Linked DNA regions of Mus musculus: regions 1 and 3 are each linked to region 2. A link is a contact called in public Hi-C data. All regions are on one chromosome and are shown on one strand. Each heading gives the region's core, a stretch centred on a gene start, on an enhancer-like site or on the middle of the called end of the contact. The rest is flanking DNA. Distances are from core to core; before and after follow the strand shown.

What was found. A called contact is a pair of places that touch in the nucleus more often than the background predicts.
Region 1: a Hi-C map of embryonic fibroblasts shows a contact between it and region 2, with 5 times the contacts expected there. The contact joins two enhancer-like sites. A contact is called at or near these places in 1 of 15 datasets of contacts at CTCF or cohesin (the NIH/3T3 cell line), 2 of 484 Hi-C or Micro-C datasets (embryonic fibroblasts and myocytes), 3 of 115 datasets of contacts at active chromatin or transcription factors (all in embryonic stem cells) and 1 of 9 other capture datasets (embryonic stem cells).
Region 3: a contact with region 2 is called in a Hi-C map of pancreatic cancer cells, with 2.8 times the contacts expected there. The contact joins two enhancer-like sites. A contact is called at or near these places in 2 of 484 Hi-C or Micro-C datasets (cerebral cortex and pancreatic cancer cells).

Annotation. Positions count from the first base shown.
Region 1 is chr2:44,525,086-44,527,785 of GRCm38.p6, forward strand. No RefSeq gene overlaps it. Among named protein-coding and RNA genes, the nearest start is that of Gm39806, 25 kb to the left of the region's middle. Within about 2 kb of position 1,441, at least 140 of the 459 cell types and tissues checked have an H3K27ac peak or open chromatin away from gene starts, as enhancers often do. A contact at or near this core is called in the NIH/3T3 cell line and embryonic fibroblasts, where this site is marked.
Region 2 is chr2:44,975,801-44,978,500 of GRCm38.p6, forward strand. No RefSeq gene overlaps it. Among named protein-coding and RNA genes, the nearest start is that of Mir5129, 46 kb to the right of the region's middle. Within about 2 kb of position 1,366, at least 87 of the 459 cell types and tissues checked have an H3K27ac peak or open chromatin away from gene starts, as enhancers often do. A contact at or near this core is called in the NIH/3T3 cell line, embryonic fibroblasts and pancreatic cancer cells, where this site is marked.
Region 3 is chr2:44,640,837-44,643,536 of GRCm38.p6, forward strand. The region is part of intron 5 of Gtdc1 (glycosyltransferase-like domain containing 1); the gene reads right to left. Among named protein-coding and RNA genes, the nearest start is that of Gm52509, 13 kb to the right of the region's middle. Within about 2 kb of position 1,280, at least 8 of the 459 cell types and tissues checked have an H3K27ac peak or open chromatin away from gene starts, as enhancers often do. A contact at or near this core is called in pancreatic cancer cells, where this site is marked.

The sequences.
Region 1 (2,700 bases), core at 191-2,690, 450 kb before region 2:
TGGCGAGGGAACATGGGCTGCTGCTTCATGCTGATGACATTGAAAACGAAGGGTAACAGGAATCCGGTCATTTTTCATTTGTATGCAAAATATTCTGTTCCAGAAATTAACCCCTGGGCCCCATGTCTCTTTCCATCTCCAGGAATTTTCTTTGCCAGCCACTTGGAGCAATCTTCCCTTGGTCCTGAGGTCACAGGGTTCCCCCTCCTTTAAAAGTAAAGGGTTCTCTGGCCAGGTCAGAATGCCTCTTTGTTTCTCCTCATTACTGGAGGATAAAGAGCCCTGCCCCACGAGGCCTGTGGTAAAAGGCACTTCTTTAACGGCCAGCAGCATTGAAATGCAAACTTCCACTACTTTGACCAAATAACTCTCATTGACCACTTGCGGAGCATTAAGGTAAACCCTTTACAATGGATCAATCCCAGCAACCACCTTTTCAGCCAGGTCTTCAACTGTTAAAAAGTCTCTTTGTTACTTACCACCTTAGACAAATGTCACCATCTACATGTGAAGCGGAGAGGGGTGATTGAGGCTTTTAATTGATGTGGATTTAATTATGCTAATTTAGACAGCTGTAAAGCATCTCAGAATAGCAGCATAACAGGGCAAACAAATACAGGTGCCCTTCACTGCAGGGGCTTAATTTTTAACCTAGGCACTTGAAAGGAGGAAGAGAACTCAAAAGGCCGAGACTCCCACTCCCTCACTGAAATATTTAGCAGGCTAAGTAGTCATTCTTTAACCCTTGGTCTTATTTAAAAGCCTCAAACCCATCTTTGATTAGAATAGAAAAAGTTTAAACAATGGCTCTATCCAGAATTATTCAAGACAACAGCAAAATAGAATTGGGAAATTTCAAATGACCTTTATTTCTTTCTCAAAAATATCACAAAATGGGAATGATTTTTTTCTGATGTAGTAAAATCTGTACAGAGCATTTTCTTAAGAAGGACAAGATCCTGATTTTTTTAAAACTTTTAAAAAATGTTTTAGAATACCTATCTGCCCCCCCCCTTTTTTTTTTACCTCACTGTTGGCAAATGGCAGACAGTCACCTTCGCTGGTTCAAAGTCACAATCCTTAGCTCTCTGCACTTCTGTCTCCTGCCAGTGCTCTCTGTTGAGTAAAATGGAAACTATAAATTGGTTGGGGGCTTAATAAGAAAGAGAAGGAGTCTTGAGCATGCCACACAGGCAGAAGAGCCCCTGGCCTCTTGGTTAGCTGCTCTGGAGGGAGGCTCCCTCCCTAAGGCCAGGCCATACCAGGCCAGGTCTTGTGAAAGAAAATGAAGAAAGAAATCTGAAGGGCTTTTATGGCTGTTTTGTGGCTTGCCTGGGTCTAAAAAAAAAAAAAACGCCTCAGTTCCTCACATCTGGAGTCCCCACTCTTCCAGGCCCAGGATGTCACCACAGACACAGCAGCAGGCTGGACAAAGGGTTTTTCAATGAGTCATCTTCCTTTCTCCCAGCCGGGCCCTGCTCACCCTGGTCAGCCTTCTCTTCTGTGTCTCCCTTTGTTCGGTAGTAATCAGCTGTGTAATTAGCTGGAGAAGAAAGGGCCCAAGGAGAAGACAGACTTCTCTGTTCCACCCAGAGGGACAGCATGGCCTGCCTAGTCCTTCCCAGCACACATAATTTGGGGTGTGATTTCATTTCGAGCTTTTACTAATCCTTCTGTCTTCAATGATTTATTTAAGTTCTCTGATTTCACTGACTAAATGGAAGAATCACTTGTAGCTGACAGAGCAGTGGAGCCTGTCCAGCAGGTACAGTGGAGAGCCCCTTGAACACAGGCTGCATATCCCAGAATTCTTTGGACATCCTTATCATATATTTTTGTTTTATTAACTTTTAAAAATTCCTTCCTTCTGTCAATTTGTTATTTGTTTGTTATTTGACACCTCCCCCATCTCTTGTTGCTTCCCACAGATTCTTTTAACGTCTTTTCATCTTTTTTCATAAACTTTTGTTGCTTTTTTGTTTGTTTTTGAGACTGGGTCTCTCACTACATTGCTCTGGCTATCTTATGTAAACAAGGCCTGGCTTCATCTTTTTCCTTTTCGAGGGTCATACTGGGAATAGAGAAGAAGAAGAAGGAGAAGGAGAAGAAGAAGACGACAACTCTACCTATATATATCCTATAAAACATATTCACTAGTCTTCTGAGTGCCCATGGTAGTGAATAGCTCTAATCTCAATATGAGGCAAATGATCAGAGTTAAGCCAGCCTGGTCTTCGTACTGAGTTCCAGGTTAGCCAGGGACTACAAGGTAAGACTGCTCCCCATCCCCCAAATATGATTTAGATAAAATTCTGGCATTGTTTACGTAAAGAAATTCAAAGTAGTGTAAGCATATAACTTTACATAAGTTATTTATCCTTAATATGAAATCAATGCCAACATGGAGGGACGGAGCTTTACCTCAGCAGTATGTATGCGCTTAGTATGTTTGAAGGCCTGGGTCTAATCCACAGTACCACAAAAAAACACATGTATAAAGATTTTAGTGTGGGTTGGCTGCAGGTGTGATCCCAGCAGTGACAGGATTCCATTCTTAAAATCTCAGCAATGGTTGTGGCCTTTTGATATCTCAGAGGAGCTAAGTCATAAAAACACCACCAACGCATTGCTTCTCTTTTTCTGCTAACGTGAAACCTGAGCTCATACAAATTATTCCCTCTCTCATGATGTGAAAACTCT
Region 2 (2,700 bases), core at 116-2,615:
GTAGGTTTAAGAAGGTTTAGGGTGAATGAGTGAGCACGTGTATCACGTTCCTGAGCCAATTCTTGCCTTCTATCTTCCAGGGACAGTAACTCTCTTGTGTTGGCCTCCCTCTTCATCCCTTAAGGCTCAGCGAGTCAGTCCAGATTGTGTTGGCCAATTCCTCCTATGCCTGCCCCAGAGTTTGTTCAGTATACCAGGTATTACATTGAAGAAAGCTGGCTTTCCTTCTCTTGGTAGCAATAGAAGTCCCTTCCCAGGTGAGGAGTCATGTCTTTTAAAAAAAATCTAGATTCCACATATGAAAGAAAGTGTAATATTTGTCCTTCTAAGTCTGGCTTATTTTACTTAACATGATGACTGCTAGTCCCACATATTTCTCTACAAAGGACATAATTTTGTTCTTCTTTAAGTCTGATAATAGTCCATATATGTGCACACACACACACACACACACACAAAATGTATGTTATAATTTATTAACCATATCCTTGTGATGTTAGCTCACAAGAGTGGGTACACAGAGAACGTATTTTATTCTGAAGGGACTTAGAGGCTTAGGAAGTTTAGAAGCAACAGATAGAAACAAAACCAACAAGAGCTGAAAAGAATTTGGGGCCCACGGGATGCTTTAGCAAGTGCTAAGCCACGAGCATCAGTAAGGATGTCATAGGTTTTATAGAGGGAAGGGGTGGAATACAGCAATTCCCGTTTGAATGTACTAAGCTGTTTTGAGAGCCTCGGGCTGTGACTCTCAGAGTTCCTATAGGCAGGCAGGCCTGTGCCTCAGAGGAAGTCTGACTTGGTTGGTACATATTGAGCCTCTGTTACACAAGCAGGAATTAAAGCAGTGAGTGTTGAAAGAGACACTGAAGCAGGGGGACGGGAATGAGGAGAGCAGAGATCCCCAGGGGGCTCTGGGAAATGCTACCATTTAAGGGTTGAGTGAAAAAACAAATCTTGGTCAGTGTGTAGGAGGGAAACCAAGAGGAATGTGGTTAGAGATTTAAGAGTACTTTTAAAGAGGAAGTCATCGAGGGGATTAAAAGCTGTCTGTTCTATGTGTAAAGATGCTCTATGATTTTCAAAACAAATTAAATACATTAGGTGGGACTGTTATTGCTAGAAACATGTAATAATGCGCTAATGGCATATAAAAAATACCACAGTGTTTAGACCAAAAAGCACATTAAACCTGGCTTTCAAGATGATATATTATCCTCTAGAAATAAAACATGAAGGACCGCACCCCGCCTCTCTGTGAAGGAGACGTGGATTGAGTTTGTTTTTCTAGCCAAGAGATGACATGTTCAGAGAACTGAGCCCTCTCTTTCACACCTACACCTTTTGTGGTCTGCTCATGGGTGGGTTGGCAGTGGCAGGCTGGAGTAATGGGGCAGAACAGAGCTCCCAGACCCCTGAGAACTCCTTGCAGTACCTGGTCTCACTGGCTGCAAGAGCAATATATTAACAACACGCACAGTTGACTCACTCCCGGCATGCCTCACCCACAGAACTCCCCAGAGTCTCCCCAAGTCTCAGTGACTTAAGTATGTTGCAGGAATTATTAGCCAATTTCAAGGAGACATGGATTTGGAGAAGGTTCAGATCATACCAGAGTGATGAATCTAAAGAGAGGACATAGCTCCCTTATTTCTATGACCACACTCTAGTTGGAGAAAATAAAGAAGGATTTTTAGATGACACCCACTTCCTCCCACCCCACCCCCACCACACACACACACACACACACACACACATGATTTTTAAGTCTTTAATTAAGATTTTAAAATGCTATTGTTCTCCTTTGATATTTCTACCTGAAGCAAGGTCTTGGTTCCCATACCCCATGGTTTCCTTTGTTTTCCGGGGCTTCCATTATCTTGGTCTGCCCTCTGACATGATTTCCCAATTCATGCTACTTGTTCTTATTCCCCTCTCCCACTGACACAAGCCACAGACCTGTAACTGGACTATCTGACTCACTCTGTGCTCCTCGTGCTAAGGGACACCATGTGGGACAAGAGACAGGAAAGCTCTCTGTAGGAGATCAGTCAGAAACTCCTGCACCTCAGTGCTCTTTTCAGCAAGAACTTAACTATCCTAACTAAAAAGTCTACCTTGTAGGGGGAAAAAAAAGATATTTTGGGGGAAAAATGAGCAGGCAGTTTGTCTTTATCCTTATGGTTTGTATTTCAAAACTGGAAAGGACATTCCTGCTCTTGTTTGTTTTATTAAAGGCGCAGTCACCTGGAGAATGCTTACGTTGGACATTCCCTGTAGTGGATGGTCAGGCCTTGCCATTGCTGGTTTGGGGAGTGCAGCGGCTTCTGAGTACTCAGTAACAAAGAGCTGTAAAGCTGGGTAGCTGAAAACAACTCAGACATCATCTTTTGCAATTCTGGAGGCTACAAACACAAATTCCCGGAATTGTTTCCGTCTAGTAACCTAAAGGAGAATGTGTTTGTTTCTGTCTCCTTGCTGCTGGGGACAGCTGGCAATCATTGTGCTCTTTGCTTTGGAGACATATCTTTATAGTTTCTGCCACTGTCTTGTCAAAGCCTCCTTGTGTAAGTGTGTCATATTGCATTAGTGCACTACAGTAGCCTCGGCTTATCTTGACTACATCTGCAAAGACCTGTTTCCTAGTAAGGTTGTACTCACACGTATCCACAGTATTTCAGCAGACACTCTGAGGGAAGG
Region 3 (2,700 bases), core at 30-2,529, 340 kb before region 2:
TTTCGAGACAGGATTTCTCTGTATAGCCCTGGCTGTCCTGGAACTCACTCTGTAGACCAGGCTGGCCTCGAACTCAGAAATCCGCCTGCCTCTGCCTCCCAAGTGCTGGGATAAAAGGCATGCGCCGCCACACCCGGCTCCAAAAATGTTTCTTAAGAAAACAAGTTTAGGAAATGAGGGTTACACAACATTCATCCAGTGAAGGGCTTTTACAGTTGCACAATACCAAATACTATACAAATGTCTATTTATCCTCTCATTTGAGTACCTCTCATATCATAATAAATAAAAACTCTCCCAAACTTAGCACCCTATGTAACAAGAAACCTCCCTAATATGGCATCTTCAGAACTGATAGTTGACCCGGGAAACTCTAAGAAATGCTACTTGAGGCCTGAAGAACCATGGGTGAAAAGCATGGGGCAGGCAGATGGGTGATAACTGTTCTATACTAGTGATGGTGGGAGGGATGTGAAGAGGCATGCCCTTGGGAAAATGATGACTTCAAAGGAGAAACTCTACATGGGTCTGTGTTAGTAGACAATATTAGTAGGGAATATGAAAGAAAGCATAAGACTCATGCAAAGGTGACAGAAGAAGACATGGTTCAGAAAATACAGATGACATAAAAATCAAGCACGGTCACGTAAGTGGTTTCTGTGGATTCTTGAATTGAAACCAACTTAGGGAGAAAGTAAAGAGGAATAAGAAATAAGTAACTTCTAAAACTAACCAGTAAGACACAAACAGACCATACAGTAATCTAAGCCTTTGGGTAATTTACAAAAGACTAAACCAAACCAAACAACAACAACAAAAACAACAACAACAACAAAATAAAACCAAAACCCTATTCACTGTTGCCCAACAATGTGTTAGAAATTAATTACAAATTAACATTTTTAGAATTTACTCACATAAGCAAATAGCAAAGATAATTAAAAGATCATGCTCACCCACATGTCTCCAATACATCAATTATATGGTAAGCAGATTTATATACTTTCTAATGTATCTATAAAGTATAAAAGCAAACCTCTTGACACAGAATTTGATTGTATACACATTCTCTCTTTACCTCCTGCAATGCTATCTTTACTAAATAGAAGAATCACAAGCAAAAAGAAATGCATGCTAATTATAACTGTATGTTTATAAGCCACAGCATTAAGGAGAGAGTCCTATTCTTGGTTGATTGGTTGGCTGTGGTATAGAGGCATGCTCTATTTCACTGGTGATGACTAAGGGCAAATATTAGTAAAATAGGTGGCACATGTCCATGAAAGTTGTTTGAACAGAGTCTAGTCACAGATGAGCCAGTCATAATCTCACACACCCAGCACAAGTGCTTTGAAGAATGAGACACCAAATAGCACTACAATGGCTGAGACTGCTTTTTCTTTCTTTCTTTTTGTTTGTTTGTTTGTTTTAATAGATAGAATTTGGTATCAGAGTCAACATTTGTCTTCTGTGGTGTAAGCATTCAAAGGTGACATGAAATACTGACAGCAATCTTGAGAGAGAGTATCTTCCTTGGACAGGACAGATTTGTGATAAAAAATAATCATCCATAAAAATTAGTTTCAGTTAAAATTAACAAGAAGATATCATCTAACTATTCATAGGCCCAAGAAATGCATGTTGAAACTGAAATAAGATTTGTGACCACCAGACAGGCCTTATTAGCTGTGTCTGGTGCTAGAGATGAGACAAACTTAGTAAAGACAGAGAAAGAGACTCCTCTCCTACTGTGAAGGCTGGTTTCCTGATTCCTTCCCTTTAAGTGGCTCCGATATAAGGCTGTCCTAAGGAAACAATGGTTTTGTTCCTACGAGCCTATTCCTACTTGTTTTTATTTTCCACCATGATTTGTAAGAGTAATTTCTACAAATCTCCACTTTGGGGGTAACTTTTCTTTCACCATTTGTTTATATGGACTCTCTTAGAGCAGTGTATATATATATGACTAGTATTATTTATCTTAAATGGTTATGTCTCGAATTCCCATTCTCTCTTAGTTTCAAAGTGTTTTAGATTATATACTTTGCTAATTTAACTGCCTACTTGTATGAGCAATTCACTTACCCAATTTTATAAAACTCCTTTAGGATATAGTCTTCACACAGAAATTCAAAGTCCTTATGAATGTCTGACAATATGAAATCTACCTTGCATCTTTGCCAACATGAATGACTTATTTCTACTGCCCTGACAAAGAAGCTCTCTAAGGTAACTAAATTCTAGCTTATACAAGGTTTCCTCTAGTAATTCAATAGTTAGGAAAATCCCTAGGTAAACTTCCCACGATAGAATTCCCTCTCTCAGTGGAAGCAGACTTTCTTAAGTCATACTTCTTTTTCCTTCTTTTCCCCTAGTTTCCTACCGGCACTATGGGCCTTTGTGCAGTCTTCTGGTCACTTTGCTCTTTTGCTCTTTGACACCTTATCTAATGCTGGGATTATTCCTTTTTTTTTTCTTTTTTTTTTTTTTTTTTTTTTTTTGGTTTTTCAAGACAGGGTTTCTCTGTGCAGCCCTGGCTGTCCTGGAACTCACTTTGTAGACCAGGCTGGCCTCGAACTCAGAAATCTTCCTGCCTCTGCCTCCCGAGTGCTGGGATTAGAGGCGTGTGCCACCACGCCCTGCTGCTGGGATTATTCTTAAGGTCATCTTGGGTATAGCTGAATTCCTTAATCAATTGGT